2 separate regions of the Sus scrofa genome follow, and region 1 is linked to region 2. Evidence: chromatin contacts called from public Hi-C data. All regions are on one chromosome and are shown on one strand. Each heading gives the region's core, a stretch centred on a gene start, on an enhancer-like site or on the middle of the called end of the contact. The rest is flanking DNA. Distances are from core to core; before and after follow the strand shown.

Region 1 (4,752 bases), core at 1,806-4,305, 37 kb before region 2:
ACACCCTGGAACCAGAAAGCCAATGTTAAAACATGGAAGCCACACCCCAATGCTCATGAATAATGAATGACCTTGCTGCAGCCCGGAAGCCAAGGAGACGGAGGCCACATCTTATCATGAATAATGCATGAGGCCCTGTGGGCAAGAACAAAAGACAGGTCCGCCTATTGCTCCGTCTAAAACCCTGTAAGCGGGGAAATAGGGCTAACAAAGGGAAAACACACTGCCCCCCCACCCTCGGCTAATGAATAATGAATGATGATGCTGCCTGCAACACACTGCCCCCCCACCCTCGGCTAATGAATAATGAATGATGATGCTGCCTGCGGCCCAACCTGGAAACGCAGAGAGGTCAAGAAAGGTCCCACCCAGTTACTCATGAATTATGCAGGAGGCTGGATGGACAGAAACAGCCCCGTGCAGCAAGGAGGGATGATGGTACTCCAGCCAAGGCAACATGGTCCCTCCTTCCTGTTCATGAATAATGAAAGATGCTGCAAAGCCACAGGGGAAACCCAGGGGAAGTGTAGCTGCCTCCTCCCTACCCTTAACTAACTGCACGTGAACCAAGGCTGCCTTGGTCCAACCAAACCCAGATTTACTACATGCCTCTGGCAGGTGCCTCAGTTTCTACAACTGTAAGATGGGGAGAGTTATAGAACCCAACTACCTTATTTATTTATTTATTTATTTATTGTCTTTTTTTTGCCTTTTCTAGGGCTGCTCCTGTGGCATATGGAGGTTCCCAGGCTAGGGGTCTAATCGGAGCTGTAGCTGCCAGCCTGCACACAGCAATGTGAGATCCGAGCCATGTCTGCAACCTACACCACATCTCGCTTGGCAACGCCGGATCCTTAACCCACTGAGCAAGGCCAGGGATTGAACCCACACCTCATGGTTCCTAGTCAGATTCGTTAACCACTGAGCCGCGACAGGAACTCCAGAACCCAACTACCTTATAAAGGCAAAATGTGTTCCAATGGAAACCAGAGAATATGAACAATGGAATGAGCTCAGAACAGTGCTGGTACAGGGTACTGCCAAATTTTTTAAGCATTAGATACTTAAATAGCTAGGATAGACTACCTGGTCACCAGAGATACAACTGTATACCAAAGCCCCAGCACACAATAAGCGCGCTATACATTTCCATCCAATAGTAATAATAGATCACATTAACTGATGGCCTTCTATGTGAGGGTTCCTGTGATGCGTCCCTTCCATGCACTGTGCCACTGGACTCAGGAATGCAGAGCAGGAAATCAGTTCCTTCTTGTCCTTCAGGTCTCAGTTCAAAAGCGACCTCCTTAGAGAGTTCTTAAACCCTCACAAAAATCATTTCCACCCACTGATGCCTAGCTGTGGGACTTAGGGCCAGACACCTCATTTCTCTGGGCCACTGTTTCCCTGCTCATAAAATGAGAGCAGCAGTCACCTACCTTGCGACGGAGTTTAAATGAATACATATGTAGAAAGGGCTCAGAACAGTGTCTGGCACAGGGTGCTATATGACCATCCACAGTAGTAGCACCATTAAATTGGATGGGTGGGAGAGAGACATTCGGACATTTGATTAAGACTACAAACTCTGGAACTAGACTAACTGGATTTAGAATCCTGGCCCAGCCACTCACAGACGGGGAGTAACCGCAGGCAAACTACTTGGCCTCCTGGTGTCCCAGTTTCCTCATCTATAAAACGGGATGATAATAACCTACCTCCTGGGATTGTTGTGGGGATTAAATGGGCTAATAAAATGCCGAATGAGTGTAAACTAATCTGATCATCATTATGCTCAGACTCATTTTTTTCAGGCTCACAGAACAACTTGCCAAAGATCACACCAGCTGGCGTGGATCAATGAGATTGGCATCTACAGCCTTTGTTGATAATTCTGGGGTTACTGGGCAATAAGGAATGAACAATGCGGGAGGCCTCGTCCCGGACGCAAGATGCAAAACTTCAGTCCTGAAACCTCTAAGGGAAAGCTAACAGCGGATCATGCAGATGAAGCCGTAAAAGCTACGCCCCTGGAAAAGCCACAGAAAACTCCGGGCCCTACTCACCTTTACGCTTAATCAATGAGATCTAACTTGCCGGGCAGGCTGCAGAACGCCCCTACAGCACACCGATCCTCCCCTTCGTGAAAAATTCACAAGCTGATACTTCCATCGGACCAGGTGTGAAAGGGGCAAAAACGGGCTTCCTCGACAGCCCACCTCCTCATGAATGAGGAAAAAAGCCACGGCCCACCAAGGCCCGGTGGCACCCTGACCCCTCGGGGAGAGCCTACCGGCGTCTCTTCCACAGCCTGAGCGAGGGGCTCCTCTTCCTAAAAAAAAAGCGAGGGCCCCAACTTGCCCAGTCTCCCCGCCCCTAATACCCAAACGCGGTGAGACATCATAATAGAACTAGAGGTCACAAAGGCCACGGATAACTCCACATGCCACGTCGGTCCCGAACGTTCCCCCTGTCATCAGGACCTTTCCTGAAACGAGCCCTCCCCAAATTCCGCCTTGAGTTCAGGAACCTCAAACTTTGCCTCCACCCTTGCGAAGCACACCAAATCCTGCCCCGTAGACAGAGCACTCATACACGGACCCTAAAGGTCTCCCCAAACATCCCCCAAACCCTGTCTCCAAGGGATATATAAAGCCTGCCTCCGAGGGATATATAAACCCGGCTTCCAAGGGAAGCTCCTTAAAACAAACTCCCCAATCCCACCCTGGAGTCCCTAAACGCCCCTTGCTAAAGGTTCCCTCAAAAAAGCCACCTCTAAATGCCACCCCGGGCCCAGAGCCCCCAAATATGCCCATTCGGGGATCCCCGAAATTGAGCCCCCTCCCTTAACTACTGCTGTCCAGGAGGCTGGGGGTACCGTGCTCCAGCTCACCCCCTGCGCCGGGCGGAAGCCTCGCCTTCCTGCTGGAGAGGAGCCGAAGCCACGGGGCAACGGAAGAGCAAACCACCTCCGCCGTTCAAGAAGAGCCAGAGTTTGCGCGGAGCTCGGAAGCGCGGGGCCTTGGAGGGCCCCCGGTTTGGAACGTACCACAGATACTTAGCCAGAGGGGAGGCTGCCCCTGCTTCTGCGCCGTCGGCGCCCATGTCAGACCCAGACACCCCTGAGGGTTGTGGTACTTTCCGAACGCGCTAGGCATGCTGGGGATGGTAGTCCGGGTCGGGCCGGTGGCCGGTGCACGTGGTGAGCATCCGCGCCCCTGGGAAAATGTAAACTAGGGCTGTGGAATTGCCGGACCTGTGCTCTGCAGAGGACATAGGAAAGGGGATCAGAACACAGGGAAAGGCACACCCATTCTACAGATGGGAAAACTGAGGCTCGGGTAGCCCAAGGAGTTCTTTCATTTGACATTTATGAAGCTCAAGCTGTGGGCCAGGTGCTAGGGATTCTTCCTTGCCCTCACGGAGCTGACACACTAGCGAGAGATACAAACCGTAAATGTAATAAATAAATTACAATTATATTAAAAACATGTGACTATAATGTAAATTATATAAAATAAAGTGGACATATAAAGTTTACATAGTTTACATAACATGATAGTGTCAATAGGTAAATAATTTACATCTGTAAATGTCTTATAGGAGTTCCGGTTGTGGCTCAGCAGTACTCAACCAGGCTAGTATCCATGAGGATACCGGTTCCACCCTTGGCCTCACTTAGTGGGCTAAGGATCCGGCCTTGGCGACGGCTCGGATCCCGTGTGGCTGTGGCTGTGGCTACGCTGGTGGCTTACAGCTCTCATTCGACCGCTAGCCTGGGAACTTCCATATACCGTGGGTGTGGCCCCCAAAAGACACAAAATAAATCAATAAATGTCATATTAAATACATTGTGTATAGTCTATGTTCACATGTGAATATACAATTAAATACATATATAAATACAATATATATGTGATAACTGCTAAATGTTACTGGAAAAAATAGAACAAAGTGGGGACAGGTAACATTTTTAAATAGCGGGGTCAAGGAAGGCCTCCTTGGGAAGATGTTTGAGCAAAGATGTTTAACACAAAATGCCTTTATCACCTTATCCCAAATTCTGTATCACGTATCCTGTCCTCAAATCCTCCACATTTGTTCATTTGAAAAAGGTTTATTGAGTGGCTACTAGGGGCATGCCACCAGGAGCAAAGCAAAGAACATAGCAAGGATATCACTGCCCTTGCAACAGTCAAGAACAGTCTTTCATCAGAACTTTTCGTTTTTTTTTTTTTTTTTTTTTGCTTTTTAGGGCCGCACCCACGGCATATGGAAGTTCCCAGGCTAGGGGTCTAATCAGAGCCACAGTGGCCGGCCTACATCACAGCCACAGCCACAGCAACGAGGGATCCAAGCCGTGTCTGCGATCTACCCCACAGCTCACGGCAGCGCCGGATCCTTAACCCACTGATGGAGGCCAGGGATCGAACTCGAGTCCTCATGGATGCTAGTGGGGTTCGTTAACCACCGAGCCACGAAGGGAACTCCAGATGTTTGGTTTTCAATTCTAAGAACTATGGGGCACCATACAAAGATTTTAAGTAGGGGAATCACATTATATGCATTATATTTTAGAATAAATAATCTGGCTGCTCTGTGTGGAGAGAGAACAAACTGTAGGGGGGAAAGTGGAAGCAGAAAAGCCAGTGGACAGGGTCCAGGAAGTGATGAGAGAGGGTCAGACCAAGGTGATAAAAGAGGAAGTGGTGTTGGTGGGGGGCTGAGGTTTGATTTTGAATTGGTTTTTGT
Region 2 (4,392 bases), core at 1,497-3,996:
CAGCATAGCCTTCAGCAGAGGGGGAGCATCTCGCAGAGAGACCCAGTGGCGCCACCCATGCTGTCTGTGATCAGGGCTCTGCCATTGGAGACTGGTAGACAAGTTCAAGCCCAGAGCTATCTGCCCGGGCGGGCAGCAGGGGAGAGTGGGCTCTCAGTGCTGGGTGACTTGTCTCAGATCAGGCACATTAGACATCGGGGCAAGACACCACAACAGGGGTCCCAGGCACCCACCAGGCTACCATCCGCGAGCCTCCAGGGAATATTTCATCCTCCCCCAAAGACGCTGGCTGCCCACTCTGACACGGCAGGAGACCACGAAAGGCTCAGGGGGTGACGGGGCTAACTTGGCAATGACACAGCTGCCGCCTCCCTAGGCTCCTGGCCAACACAGTTTTGGCTCCGCACCGCAACTGGCTCAGCCCTGAGCCCTGTCTCTTATGCACAGCCAGGTCCCCCAAGGGGGCTCCCTCCCCAGAGCTCTGGACCCGAGTTGTTCAGAAGCAAAACGAGTCCTTTCGGAGCCTGTTCTGAACCGATGTGTTATTCCTCCGGGACGTATGGGCAGTCACTTTACCCAACCCTCAGGCTCCGGTGAGAACTAAGGAAGGCCTGAGAGCCTTGAGACCAGGCCAGGGGTCACCACAAAGTATCCCGGAATCTTTAGGCCCCACCCTCTGAACAAGACTCAGGCAAAGCCAGGTGGTAACAGCACCTGCCCCAAACTAGGTTGCCACTACACCTTTCCTCCGCGGATACACTCACACCGATTTTCTCTTCCTCCTCAAGCCACAGAGAACCAGCGCTACCCGCTCCCGGATGGCTAAGAGTTAGAATCACGACCAGGGGCTCCAGTGGATGAGAGCCGGACACAAAACCCTTTAGATCTGGCAAAGGAGCCAGGGTTATACACTGGTATCCACAACAGATAGGGAACAAACTCAACAGAGTCAAGCCCCGAATAACTAGGGGCCAAAATCACAGACAGGAATCCAGGGTAAATACAAGCCATAATCATCCACTGAGGCCCCCTTTCACAGGATGAGCGTCAGAGTAACAGATACGAAACACCCTCTTCCCCCACCCCCCACCCCCGCAAAGAAGGGACACTAAGTCTTACACACGTTCCTTGCACTTCCTCCCACCCAGTAAGTGGATTAGGGCCAGTTGTAAGAAGACTTTCTGGGATAAGGACCCCTCCCCATGGATAAGGACCAGGGTTACGGACACACGATCCGAGGATAGAGACCCCAGTCATACGTTCTCCCTCCTCCCCCACTCAAGAATAAGGACCAGAGCCACCAAACACTTCCCCGTGGATAGGTAAGTACCAAAGTCACACAGGAGAGCAGACAGCACACTTCCTATAGATAAAAACCAAAGTCGCAGACACTCGCCTCCCACGGATAAAGTTCGGCGTCGCAGACACACTAAGCCACAGTAACCCACTCCCATCCGTCCCTCCCTTCCCCCAACCCGCGTGCACCCATCCTGTGTCCCAATCGCGCACGCGCCTCTGCTCTCAAAAGGAGAAAAACAAAAAACAACAACAAAAAAAGACACCCCCTCCCGAGCACAGACCGTGTGAGCATCGGGGGTTCTGCACGAAAACCCAAACCTGCCGCCCGCAGTTCGCCCTCGCGCCTCCTCTACGCGTTCCCCCCCCCACCCCCGCCCCCGGTCCCTTACCTCCGCCCCCACGACCAGCGTCGACGCTCACCTTCTCGGCCCGGGCTGTCAAGGGAGGGCTCCCGGACATCACCTCGGCCCGCCGCCACCTCCTCCAACTCTCCCAGCTCAGCCGGAGCCGGTCCGCGCAACGACCCAGTCCGAGGCTGAATGCGGAAGGGCGGAGGACTGGGGAGGGAAGGAGCGCCCAGGCGCGCTGCCCTCCCCGGGCAACTCACTGCCGCCTACTCCCAGCCGGCCGCGATCACCAGCACAAAATGGCGACGACGAGAAGGGAGCCGGCGCTTCGACCACCATCCACCTACTAAGGGAGCGCGCTCTGGCCGGCCCCGTCTATTGGTCGCCGTCCTTCGTGGGCCAGCCCTGGCCTGCTCTGATTGGCAAGCGCATGCCACCACCCCGCTCCCCGTGCGAACGCCCGCAAGTCGAGAAAAAGAGTAGCTATTGGCCAATCCGGCGAGGCCCGCTTTTTAGAAGCTCGGCTTCCTAGGAAGATGAAAGACCAGCGGAAGCTCCGCCCCTCTCGCCAAAGGGCACGGGAACTCTCCTCGAGATTGGTTGGGGACTGCATCCACCCAAGTGTCACCGTTTTCTTCTCGTCAAGAAAATAAGCAGCCTTTTCGGCCAGAAATTCCACAGCCTGACCGAGAAGATAGGAAGCTGGTTGCTCCCGTGAGGCCATGACAGAGGGAGGGAAAGAGGACGTTTGAAAACAAAATCCCAACTCGGGACCTATTTAGTGCGGCGGGGGCGGAGCGACAATTCTCGCGCTCAGGCCCAACTGCAGCTGCGCAGAGTCACATTTCCGTCCCCGCCCCCGCGAGCCTGCAGAACGAGCTGTCATGGCGGCCGGGGTGTTAGGTTTGTGCGCTCGCCGCCTTTTAGCAGCAGCGGCGACGCGAGGGCTCCCGGCTGCCCGTGTTCGCTGGGAGTCCGGCTCCTCCAGGGCTGTGATCGCCCCGTCCGCTCTGGTGGGAAAGCGGCCGCCGGAACCGACTATACGCTTGCAGGAGGACCCAGATCCGGAGGACGAAAACCTCTATGAGAAGGTGAGAGGGAGGGGAAACGGGACGCCGCAAGGGTCAATCGGGGACCTGCGGACGGGGCGCCGTAGAGGACGTACTTAGTCGGCTGAGGATTGCGCAGCTGGCAAAATCCTCAAAGATTTGGGAGTTCTTTCTAGCTCCTTTTCCTCCTTTGTCCCCTGATAACCTTCGGTTCAGGGCCAGAGGCGAGACTGACCTTATTTTCCAGACAGATATCAAACCTGAAATGAGCAGTATACCATAACAGCAATAATATTAAACACTGATACGGTCCTTGCTCAGGTGTTCGAAACACTTTATAATATTAACTTATTTAATCCTCAAAACAGCCCTATTTCGAGGTAGGTACTATTAATATACCCATTCTGCAGATGAGGAAACTGAAGCATGAAGGTGTTAAGTGACTCCTCCAAGCTCACTTAACTGAATGTGTGGCAGAATCAGGTCTGCTGTGCTATCCTGTTAGCAGAGACTGAAATCAGAATGCCTGAGTTGGAATACAGGCCCTGATAGTTACTTACATATGTGACCTTGGGCGAGTAGCTTAACCCCTTGGTGCTTCAGTTTCTTTGAAAGATGGGGAAAGTATTAGGACACTTTCTAAAAAATAAAATATTACACCTGCCTCGTGTAATTAAATGAGTCAGAGTGCTCAGAACAGCAATTGGCACTTATTAAGTACTCACCATTAGAAGCTGTTAATTATTCTTGCCACTTTCCACCTTACCAGGATATTGTGCAGTTTGTGCTTGTGAAAAGGCCTGGCACGTGATAGATGCTTCATCAATACTAACCTTTGGTTGAGGAGCTTGGCTCTGTAGGATGCTTATTCATTTATATATTAATTCTGTAAATATGTATTGAAGGCCTGCTGTGTGCCAGGCTAAGTTCAGGGTGCTAGGGATTCAGCCACATGGGAGTTAGATAAAGCCCTTGCTTTCACAGAGCATACATGATAGCAGAGAACAGGGAAAATAAATGTATAGAATATTAGAAAACAGTGATATAGAGGAATTCCTGTCGTGGCTCAGTGGTTAACGAATCCGACTAGGAACCATGAGGGTGCAGGTTCGATCCTTGGCCTTACTCAGTGGGTTAAGGATCCGGTGTTGCTGTGGGCTGTGGTGTAGGTCGAAGACGTGGCTCGGATCCCAAGTTGCTGTGGCTGTGGTGTAGACCAGCAGCTACAGCTCTGATTGGACCCCTAGCCTGGGAGCCTCCACATGCCGTGGGAGCGGCCCTAGAAAAGGCAAAAAGATAAAAAAGAAAAAAAACCCAGTGATATAAAGTATGCAATCAATAATATAAGATAATGTGATCAGAGGATTTGGGGGCTATACTGCTTTGGCAAACAAGTAAATGCTAGAAAGACTGTTAAGCAAGATAAGTGAATGGATAGTGACTTGGGGTAGGGAGTTATTTTATTAGTTTGAGCCATAGGAAATTGCCAATATTCAATAATTTTTGACCTGTTAAAAATGTCAGTTTGCTCTAGCTCAACTTAATAGACAAGGTGACTAGGAAATGCCTCCTGAGGGGAGCGATGATGAAGCCAAAACCTTGATTGAGGAGGCAGATCCAGCCACAGCTAGGTCGGCGGGAAAAGCTTTCCCAGCAGAGGAAAGAGCAAGTGCAAAGGCCCTGTGGTGGGAAGGAGC

Evidence for each region. A called contact is a pair of places that touch in the nucleus more often than the background predicts.
Region 1: a contact with region 2 is called in a Hi-C map of embryonic fibroblasts, with 1.9 times the contacts expected there. The contact joins the promoter of UBA1 here to the promoter of RBM10 in region 2. A contact is called at or near these places in 1 of 5 promoter capture datasets (liver), 5 of 47 Hi-C or Micro-C datasets (alveolar macrophages, embryonic fibroblasts, heart right ventricle and 2 more) and 2 of 2 datasets of contacts at active chromatin or transcription factors (alveolar macrophages and skeletal muscle).

What each region holds. Positions count from the first base shown.
Region 1 is chrX:41,809,029-41,813,780 of Sscrofa11.1, reverse strand. It overlaps UBA1 (ubiquitin-like modifier-activating enzyme 1), which reads right to left and starts at 3,055. Exons shown (of 26, transcript XM_021080354.1): 1 at 2,894-3,055.
Region 2 is chrX:41,771,586-41,775,977 of Sscrofa11.1, reverse strand. It overlaps RBM10 (RNA-binding protein 10), which reads right to left and starts at 2,746. Exons shown (of 24, transcript XM_021080368.1): 1 at 1,720-2,746. NDUFB11 (NADH dehydrogenase [ubiquinone] 1 beta subcomplex subunit 11, mitochondrial) reads left to right here and starts at 2,099. Exons shown (of 3, transcript XM_003135056.4): 1 at 2,099-2,737. The coding sequence starts at 2,531.